Linked DNA regions of Mus musculus: region 2 is linked to region 1. A link is a contact called in public promoter capture Hi-C data. All regions are on one chromosome and are shown on one strand. Each heading gives the region's core, a stretch centred on a gene start, on an enhancer-like site or on the middle of the called end of the contact. The rest is flanking DNA. Distances are from core to core; before and after follow the strand shown.

What was found. Promoter capture Hi-C pulls out the DNA fragments that hold promoters and counts their contacts.
Region 2: a promoter capture Hi-C map of the HPC-7 cell line shows a contact between it and region 1. The contact joins the promoter of Fam122b here to the enhancer-like site in region 1. A contact is called at or near these places in 17 of 39 promoter capture datasets (the C10 cell line, the HPC-7 cell line, cranial neural crest and 12 more), 7 of 484 Hi-C or Micro-C datasets (the C10 cell line, Th2 cells, bone marrow-derived macrophages and 4 more), 13 of 115 datasets of contacts at active chromatin or transcription factors (the NIH/3T3 cell line, the SCID.adh cell line, bone marrow-derived macrophages and 6 more) and 3 of 9 other capture datasets (adipose tissue, liver and pancreatic islet).

What each region holds. Positions count from the first base shown.
Region 1 is chrX:53,028,092-53,033,165 of GRCm38.p6, forward strand. No RefSeq gene overlaps it. Among named protein-coding and RNA genes, the nearest start is that of Mir450b, 17 kb to the right of the region's middle. Within about 2 kb of position 1,655, at least 4 of the 459 cell types and tissues checked have an H3K27ac peak or open chromatin away from gene starts, as enhancers often do. A contact at or near this core is called in the HPC-7 cell line, where this site is marked.
Region 2 is chrX:53,267,299-53,272,675 of GRCm38.p6, forward strand. It overlaps Fam122b (family with sequence similarity 122, member B), which reads right to left and starts at 2,507. Exons shown (of 9, transcript NM_001166365.2): 1 at 1,578-2,507. The coding sequence starts at 1,675.

The DNA of each region.
Region 1 (5,074 bases), core at 405-2,904:
CTCACTTCTCTCTTTTATCCCTCATTACTCCTTCGCCTCCACCACAGCATCATTCTACCAGTCCCCAAACCTGTCTCAGCATCCTGCTTTCCCCTGCCCCTTCACCCTAACATTCCTTCTCACCACTCAGCAGAATGGCTGCTTCATTGGTCACCTTGGTGAACCCTGCCCTGACCACTGGAACCACCTCAACATCACATTCCATTATAGTTCTTAGCATTATCAGAGCCAAGCCGTCCTACAAAGCAACACCTACAAAGGCTAGCTTGGGCTCATCATAGATTTGCCTGAAAAAGAAAAAGGCCCAAGTGAATACAGAGACTTTTGGGGGTTTGTTTTGTGTTGTTTGTTTTTTACTTAGACCATGGAAACCAGCATGGTGTCAGCTCCCCAGATCCCAGGTCCCACAGGATTGCTCAGACAGTGGGTTGCTGTCACGGGAGGTCAGTTCCAGATTCCAGCCTAATGATTTTATGACCTGCAGCTGTACTCTTATTGGGGAGGCAAGGTCAAAAGTCCCATGCCTTTCCAGAACCCAGGAGGCAGCCTCCACAAGATAGGGAGGTGGGTGAAAAAACAGCCTTGGGACAACTCACAAGACTGTTCAGGGGAGGCTCTGGGGGGCATTTCTTCAAGACAGGGAAAGCTGAAGTTATCCTTGCCGATATGTGTAGAGAGGTGTTCCTGACACCACCTTCTATATACCTTAAATCATCTTTATATTACCAGTAATATATAGCACTATATGAAAGTTATGTAAAAAGTTGTTAGACTGTATTGTTGAGGGAATGAAACACAAAATCCTGTTCAATATGGATCTGATTTTGTTTTTCAAAAATTTACAATCTCAGGCTGGTTGAATCCAAACATTCGGAACCCACAGGTACAGAGGGAAAACATTTTTGGGGGGTTGAGGGTGAAAGAACCCCTAATTGTTGGTTACTGAGAGTAGTTAATATTTTTTACCATTATTATATGTCTGTTAGACAGTAGAACTGCTTTGATAAGAACTTTTGTTTTTTTTCTTTCATCTCAACTTTACAGATAATGAAATGCAGGTCCAGAGAGGGTTGAAGATTTTCCCAGATCACGCAGCTAGTAAATATCAGATAAGGAATTTAAACAGAGGCAATTTTATTCCAGAATCTTTCTGAGTAATGCACTGTCATTTAAGCCAAATTTTCTGTAGAAATGAATACACTAACAATAGAGGAAATGCATTAAGCTGATTGCAGGTAATAATCAGAAATTACTTAGATATCATACATGGCTTTTGGAGGGCCCGGCTGAACTTTAAGCATGCCTTTTGACTTTCTGTGGCATTAGTCAGTATTTTCAAAGGCTTATAGACCTTTTTACCAATGGGCTCTTCACATTTTTCTTCTGGCCTATTTTACAATCTTGTGGGCAGCTTCAGACAAAATAACTTTTTCGTATGGAGGATTATGGGTGCTCTTTGCCATTTGTAAATGTGAATTTTATAGACACCCCCAGCCACTTGAAAGAGAAATGCTTTTAATTTTTTTTATGATGATTTGTAACCTCAAGTGTTTCTGATAAACTGTCAAATTAAATTTCAAGTTTTTGCTTTATATTGTCTGAATGCACTTTGTAACGGGCTTCCTCATTCTGACTCGTGACTGAAGTGACTTTCAAACTTGATAGCTTTTCGGCAGCACTTCCTTTCCTAACACCCCCGCCCCGGCTGTCCCCCCATTCAAAGATTTGCTTGTAACACACATGGCTTCCTTTATCTAGAACTTTTACTTTGCATACATAGTGTATGTAGTGTGTGTGTGTGTGTGTGTGTGTGTGTGTTTGTGCTTGTTGAGGACAGAAGTTGTCATTTGATGGTTTCCTCAATCTTCATTTTATTTACTGAATTGGAGTTCCTTACTAAGCCTGGAGCTTGCTGATGATCTAGCTAGTCTAGCTCTACCCAGCTTGCCCTTGAATCCATCTCACCTCCAGGGTGAGTGTTGGAATTACATTTGGGCCCCAATGCTACCAGTTTTTCTTTCTTTCTTTTTAAAATGTAAGATCTAGGGATCCTAACTCTGATCTTCACTTTTCTTCTTTCTCCACTGAGCCCTCCCTGGAACTTACTGCTCTCCATTTTCCCACCAGCCCTTGTGATCTCTTGTCACCTGTCTCTCTCTTTTTGGAACACAGGACATTACAGACTCACCTGTATTGTCCTTTCCCTGGTCTAGACTCAGGCATTTTCTGATGAGCCCTGGTTCCTTTAAAAGGAAATGGAATTAGAATTGAAGATCTGGGCACTGGGGATGCTCATTGCTGTTGGAATGTCATTGGTTGTAGGGTCTCTCAGGGGACAGTGCCAGGTAAAACAAACAGTCATACTAATCCTTTCTGTCATATGTCAAAATCTGTTTCTGTGTTTGTCTAGGTACAGGTTAAAGTAAACACACATCTACCCTGCTCCACGCTAGGGTAAATTAATAAACAAGTTTCATTCTAGTTTCCCCTCTTTTCTAAAAACTCTATTTTTCTTTAAGCAATTTTTATTTGTGTGTATGATGTGTGGAGGGTACATTTGTGCCACAGCATGTGTGAGGAAGTCAGAGGATCACTGTGAAGCAGATCCTCTCCCACTGTTATGTGGGTATTGATGATTAAACTCAGGTTGTCAGGGTTACACAGCTAGCTCTTTACCCACTGAGAATCTTGGCAGCTCCTCTTTCCTTATTTTCAATTTGTTTCTTCAACAGTGAGAGCTATGATTCTTGGTATATACTCTATTCCCTCATTTACTTTACCTTAGTATCATGAAATTACACATACTGGTAACAAGCTGACTAGACAGTTATGCATGTATAGATCTTTTATTCCTAAATCTTTTGGTACCCAATCAAAACTTCATGTTTTCCATAACCACTTAGTTATTTTCTTCTCCCCCAATTTGAATATCACTGTGTTATTTGTAGCAGTTTGCTTGGCTGGAGTTTATATCCTATTATGCCCTCATTTACCATTCTGTAATTTTAATTCCTATTAGGACAAACCCAAACAAGTCAGAGCCATACAGAAAGGTCTAGTCAAAGGAACTTGGTTGTGTGTCAACTGTTTTCAAAGAACTTGATACTCTCCTCATGTCTCATTTGCCAGAGTGGATGTTCAAGCTTATATTTTTAAAATATGTGCCATATCTACTATCTATCTATCTATCTATCTATCTATCTATCTATCTATCTATCTATCATCTATCTATCTATCTTGAGACACAGTCTTACTCTGTAGTCTTGGCTAGCCTGGAACTTGTAGCTTGTAACTAATTGGCTATGTAGACCAGGCTGGCCTCAAACACCTAGAGATCCATCTTCCTCTGCCTCCTGAGTTCTGGGATTAAAGGTCTGTGCCACCATGACAAGCCTTAAAATTAACTTTTAATTTTTATTGTGGGACAGCTCCATACATGTCTATAATAAACTTAGAGCTTTTTCTCCCCCAGTGCTCTATATTTATCCTCCTTCCTTCTCCTGAGAGTCTTCTTGTTGGTCTAATGAGAGGCTCTTGCTACCAAGCCTGAGGACCTGAAGTCAGTCCCTGGGCCTGACGTGGCGGAAGGAAAGAACTGATTCTCAAGAGTTGTCCTCTGACCTCCACGTGGGTGCTGTGGCGTGATCACACTGGAACACACACACACACACCACTACAACCAAACAATGAATGAATACATAACATAAAAAGGAATCTTCAGGTTCTAACAAATTTTTCCTCGTAATTCTCATATGGATTTTTAAAGCCCTCTTCTGAGTCATCTCCCTCAGAATACATTAAACCTTTCCAGGTTTTGATAAGGCTGGAAGACTCGGAGACTCGGACGTGGGAAACATCTAGGAATACCTGCTGTGGTCTCTAGTGTTGAAAAAGTAAAGTTTTGTGCTTGTTGAGAGAAAAAAATAGAGATCACGGAGAAAGTTTTAGGTGGTCTTTTGGGTTTTTTTTTTTGGCATTCTGGTTTTTTTAGGGGCTAGTGTAGCCTAGGATTGTCTCAAAAGCTTTACAGACTTGAGTGTGGCCTTGAAATACTGATCCTCTTACCTCAAAAGTGCTACGGAGTACTTGGGAAACCTGCTTCCTTACAGTCAGTCCCCAGAACTCACAGAGAGAAGCCAGGCTTGTGTGGAGCTCAGTTGGTAGAGTGCAGGCTGATGGTGCACAAGGCCCTGGCTTTAGTCACCCACCAGTCCCCACATTTTTTTTAATTTCTTTTTTTAAAAATGTTTTTTATTATTACGTATTTTCCTCAATTACATTTAGAATGCTATCCCAAAAGTCCCCCATTCCCTCCCCCCGACTTCCCTACCCACCCATTCCCACTTTTTGGCCCTGGCATTCCCCTGTACTGGGGCATATAAAATTTGCGTGTCCAATGGGCCTCTCTTTCCAGTGATGGCTGACTAGGCCATCTTTTGATACATATGCAGCTAGAGTCAAGAGCTGCGGGGTACTGGTTAGTTCATAATGTTGTTGCACCTACAGGGTTGCAGATCTCAGTCCCCACATTTTGTAAGGTGAAAACCAACACCTGTAAGTTGTCCTCTGACCTCCGAACACTCACTATTAATTGGGAATTTCTCCCACCCAGTAAATAGATAGAACACCGTTGTCTTCGATATAATAGTTTCACAATTGAATACTACGTGAGCTCTTAACCATTTTACCTGCTTTCAGAAAACCAGAGCACTGATGAGTCAGACCTCTGGGAATTGTGACGTGTGTATTCCTGTCACCTGCTTCTGCCGCGTGGCTTCTTTCCTAAAGCCAGTTGCCCCTGGCTGTCCATCTGCTCAGACTCGAAAACAGCTTTTTTTTTTTTTTGTTCCGCATACCATTTTCCCCTGATTTTAAGTAGTTCGATTTTTGAGCTGGGCATGTTGAGTTTGAGTCTACCTTGGGCTGTATAGAGAGCCTGTTTCCAAAAAAACAAAAAAAACAAACAAAAAAAAAAAAAACAAGTTATGCCTCTTTATACAGGGAGTCTGGGTAAATAAAAGATCTTTTAAAATTAGAAAAATACAAACTAGAGATAAGTTACAACCATCAAGTC
Region 2 (5,377 bases), core at 1,257-3,756, 240 kb after region 1:
TACATACCAAGCCCACCTTCTAATAAAGAAAGGGGTTCCCCAGCATAACAACACAAGTAGAAAATCGATCAAAGGAAAGAAATGGAAAATACATGCAAATGCATATTAAGTTACTCAGGAGAGGTGCTTTATTCATCTTTGTATAATATCACTAAGTGTCTAGCAGTCTGTTTTGCCTGTAATAAGAATTCAAGGATTTTCAAAACTGAACTGTGCTGGGCTCTAAGAGACCACTGACAATCCCTATTTCCACTATTCTCATTTTAAAGAGAAAACAGACATGAAAAGGTTAACTCACTCACTCATTAGCACAGCTAGTTGGTGACAACTGAGACCAGGCCTGGTCTCTTCTCCTCTTGTCTGTCACATCATGCTATCTTTCAAGTAATTACTTAAATTGTGGTTCACAAAACAGTGGGTTTTTTCCTCAATTGTCTAAATGCAGGTCAGTGGGACAGCCCAAGGCCTTAGCAATGGCTTGTTTACCAGACTTTCGCAAGACAAGGAGAGAGAAGGTGGGGTATCCACGAGAGACAAAGGGCACAGCTTCCCCTTAAATACCCCAAAACCCCTTGATGATACCATGGACAACATCATCAGTCACGTCATCATTCCCTCGGCTTCAAAATCGTATTTAAATCTAGGGGAAAAATGTACTTGCCTCTCTGTCAAAGACAGATGTTATAATCAGTTCAATTGGAGGCAAAGCATTATCAAGTCTTCAACTGTGCTTGAAGAAAGGTTTGGGGCTAATATTACTCCCATCCTCTGCTCTGTCCTGAATTAATGCCCTCTCTGTGGGGTCTCGAAATTGACCTCAGAAGAATTGTCTACTTACAAAAGTGGAATACAATAGTTCATTTAGGCGAGCCAACCAGCCTTCACCATCACAAGCTTCCACCTGAAACTCCCTGCTGTCTTGTTCATACAAAAACACAATATCTTGTCACTAAAATTAAAGGAGTGATTTTCCCCATTATTTTCTCAAACCTGTGTTTGACTGACTTAAGCTAGAAACCTTCTCTCTCTCTCCTTTTTTTTCCATTATAACGCATTTCAGGCAGCTTCAAAAACTATAAACACTGTAACAAATCCAAATCACTTAACAGGATACGACCACACCATGGAATCCCAAGTTATTAGATAAACTGTGATTTCTTAAAGCAAACCTCTGTTAATGCCAGGGTTCCTAAACTCAGCTTAGAAACAGCACCTCTTAGAGACAGGCGTCAAGTTACAAGCCTAATTCAGGGGATTCAGCCTGATTTGCCCTGATGGAAATAAGCCAGGGCAAGCAACCTGTCAGCTGAGCCAGGTTTCTACTACGTACATTCTCTTTTAGAACTGCACAGCAAGGCCCCCCCAGGTACAGGGAGGGTCCCTTTCTCAGACATGGCCAGAGTGTGAGGTCAAACTTTCCCTCCATCTAGGAAACCAAGTCACTATTAAGAAAATAAGACCTCAACCCCTCAGTTTGGAGTCTAGATGAACTCGAACTGGCACTTTCGGGAAGGAAGACTTCTTGCCCAGGGACAAACCTCTGATCCCCACACTCCGTCCTCCCCAGTCCAGCTCACCTGAGCACATGGATCAGGGGAGCACTGTTGGACCGTCTCAGGGTGGCCCCCTCAGATGTGTCAGCCTCAAAATCCAGATCCATTTTCTCCTGAGCCATTCGGATACTTGCTAGGCAACACAGCCGGCAGTGCTCTCGGCTCCTGGTGCTTTGCTATGGACTCACTGCAGGACTGAGCTGCTGGGGACTGGCAGCTGGGGGCGGGGGCTAATGGGCGGAGGCTTGGGAGCGAGGGCGGAGAAAAGTAGGAGAGGAGGATGCAGATGAGGAAGGATGTGGAGGGCGGGCGGAGGAGGATATAGAGCTGGTGTTGGGAGGGTGACAGGATGAAAAAGGGGATGGAGGAAAGACAAAGGTGGGAGAAAGAAAAAGAGGCACAGGGGTTGATAAAGGATAGATGGAAATGCAGGGCATAGCACTAATGAAAGAGCATAGAAGTGGGAAAGGAGGAAAAAGGTCAGGGTGAAGGGGCACAGGGATGGGAAAAGAGGAGGAGGGAGAATGTGGAAGCACAGGAGAAGAAAGGGGAGGAAACTAGGCAGTGGCAGAACTCAAGCTGTCATTTTTCCCGCCTAGGACCGCAAGCGCGGCTCGGCTACATTTACAGAGGCTGCCTTTGCAGCGCTAGCAATGAGGACTTGACAGCTGGCCAGGCGGCCTCGGCTGCCCCACCTCCACATGCTCAGGGTCTCTGTCCAGTCCGCCATGCTCTGGGCCCCGGTCCCCGGGGCCCCTCAGCGCAGGGATGGCGCTTTTCACTCCCTGGTCCCTGCCCGCCTGCACGACTCAGAAAAGGGATCGGCCCTCTGCACCACCGCGGCGCTGCTTCTATCTCTTATTGGCTCTAATGACCCGCGGGACCCTCTGGAGCTCAAATTGATTTCTATAACCTGCCGCCTCTTTTGCCTCCCACGCTTCAGAAATGGGAGCCTCCGAGGGGCCAGCTCTTCCGCATCTTGTCGCCCATTGGGCACTGCGCATGCGCCTTACGGCTGCTCCAATGATCCTGGGGCCAAGGCGCAGGCGTAATAGCCTCTCTCCGCAACCCGCCTTCAAAGGGGCGGGGCGTTTCCAGGGGGGCCCAAAATCTTCCTGCGTGGCATTGGTCCGGGAACCCTGGCGCCGTATTTCGAAAAGAGCCAATAGTTTGGAGACTGAAGCCTCAGTTTTTAGTAGTTTGGACTAATATTCAAGTGAAAGCGATTTTCACGTTATTTCACTACAAATTTGTATTCTGACCTTTGTGATCCACAGGCACTTTAAATATTTTTTTATGTGAAAGTCTTTGTGTGGGAATATGCGCGTGCGTGCATGCGTGCATTCCCATGGAGGTCAGAGAGGTCATTGGATCTCCTGGAGCGGCAGTTGAAGGCCGTTGTGAACTGCTCAACATGGGTTCTGGGATTAGAACTCGAGTCTCCTGTAGCAGCAGCAAGCACCGTTAACCTCTGAGCCATCATCTCTTCAGCCCCCCCCCCCCTTTACTAAATTCCTCAGCTCCATTAGACAAAAATAAAAGATTTGTTTTCTTTCCAAGGCTTATGGAGATTCTAGCAATCATAATATGATGCATGTGACAGCTGAAATTAATTTTAAAAACATTCATGGCACTTACTACATGCAAGGAAGTATTATAACAACTGAAAAAATATTAAATCATCTCATCTTAACCACACAAATATCTCTTCCTAGATACTTTTCAATCACCCAAAATTACAAAGTATGGGAAATATAATAGTTACGAAATTGGTTTGAAAATTAGCAAAACAGGGCTAGAGAGATGGCTAGAGAATGTTTGAGAGCTCTTGTTGCTCTTCCAGAAGACCTGAGCTGAGTTCTCAGCATCCATCTCAAGCAGTGCTTAAGCGCCTATAAGTGGTTAAGAGCATTTGCTGCTCTTGTAAAAAACAGGAGTTCAGTTTCAACCATCCACGTCTGGTGGCTCACAACCACACTGAATTTCAGCTCAAATGGGTCCAATGTTCTATTTTAGCGTGCGTGCACACACACACACACACACACACACACACACACACTACTTTTTTTTTCTATCTAGCAAAAATAATTTTCTCTTCAATTTGGTTGCTCCATAATAAAGTTAACCTATACAATTGTCATTTTACACCTCAACATTTATGCTTTCTGATTATAAAATGTGAATTTGTGTATTTATTTGTTTGTTTTGTGTATATGGATGGTATGGCCCACATCTGAAGCTAAATAAACAACTGGAGGAAGCCAATCTACTTCACCATGTAGGTCCCAAGGGTTAAACTCAAGTTGTCAGGCTTGTCAGGAAACTCCCTTATCCTCACGATCCATCTTGCTGGCCATATTGCGAAGATGTACAAAGAAGTTTTGGATAGATTCTCTATTATTTTCTTGGTAAAAGTTATTTAATCGTGTTTACTCTTTAATTGAGCTGATTGAAAATTTAAAATTTAAAGACATTAGGCAAATTAAATTTATCGGAGTTTATTTAACCAAAGAAATGACTCATGGTTGTGCAAAACTCTGAACTAGTAAAGATTCACAAAGCCCCTCACAACAACCATGTCCTTCTGTTTTCCAGCTGCATTAAAAACATCTCAGTAGTAGGGGCTAAGGTGGGAGGATTGTGAGTTCAGGTCTGCTTGAGTTACATAGAAAAAAAATCTGAAACTTTCTTAAATAAAACAACACAAACAAAGAAAGATGAACTCTCTAACACTGCATGCTACTCTGAGACAAAAGGATGGACCATCTAGAGACTGCCATATCCAGGGATCCATCCCATAATCAGCCTCCAAACGATGACACCATTGCATACACTAGCAAGAATTTGCTGAAAGGACCCTGATATAGCTGTCTCTTGTGAGACTAGGCTGGGGTCTAGTAAACACAGAAGTGGATGCTCACAGTCAGCTATTGGATGGATCACAGGGCTCCCAATGGAGGAGCTAGAGAAAGTACCCCGGAGCTCTTGACTCTAGCTGCATATGTATCAAAAGATGGCCTAGAGTCGGCCATCACTGGAAAGAGAGGCCCATTGGACTTGCAAACTTTATATGCCCCAGTAGAGGGGAATGCCAGGGCCAAAAAGTGGGAGTGGGTGGGTAGGGGAGTGGGGGGGAGGGTATGGGGGACTTTTGGGATAGCATTGGAAATGTGATTGAGGAAAATATCTAATAAAAATATTTAAAAACAAAAAAACAAAACAAACAAACAAACAAACAAACAAAACACTGCATGCTACTGCCTTTGCTCCTTACTAGTCTCTAAAACGTGATGGTAAGATTCTATTGCTGAAGATTTCAGGTCCTAGCTTATAGAGCCAATTTTACTTACTTACTTACTTACTTACTTATTGCTTTTTTATTGTATAGGTGTTACAATTAAGGAGATTGCCTTGAGTTTCAGAGAGACTTTGAACTTTAGACATTAAACAGTATTGAGACTGAAAAACTATTGGGACTTTTGAAGTTAGACTAAACGCATTTTGAATGAAAATATGGCCATGAGCCAGTGAAGAATGGGAAGTGGAATGTGGTGGTTTGTATGAGAATGACATTGACTTTCAAAATACTGTACCCATTCCCAGTGTGTTCTGTCTCCTTCTTTCAGATCAAGGTGTGAGCTCAGAGTTCTACCTGTTGTCATGTTTTTTTGTCCCACCATCATGGATGCTAACTCTCTGAAACTATAAGCCCAATTAAAAGCTTTCTTTTATATAAGTTGTCTAAATTGTAGTGTTTGGGTCCAACGATAGTAAAGTAACTAAGACAGTTAAAGTCTTTTGGAGGCTCAAAGCCTTCCACAAGT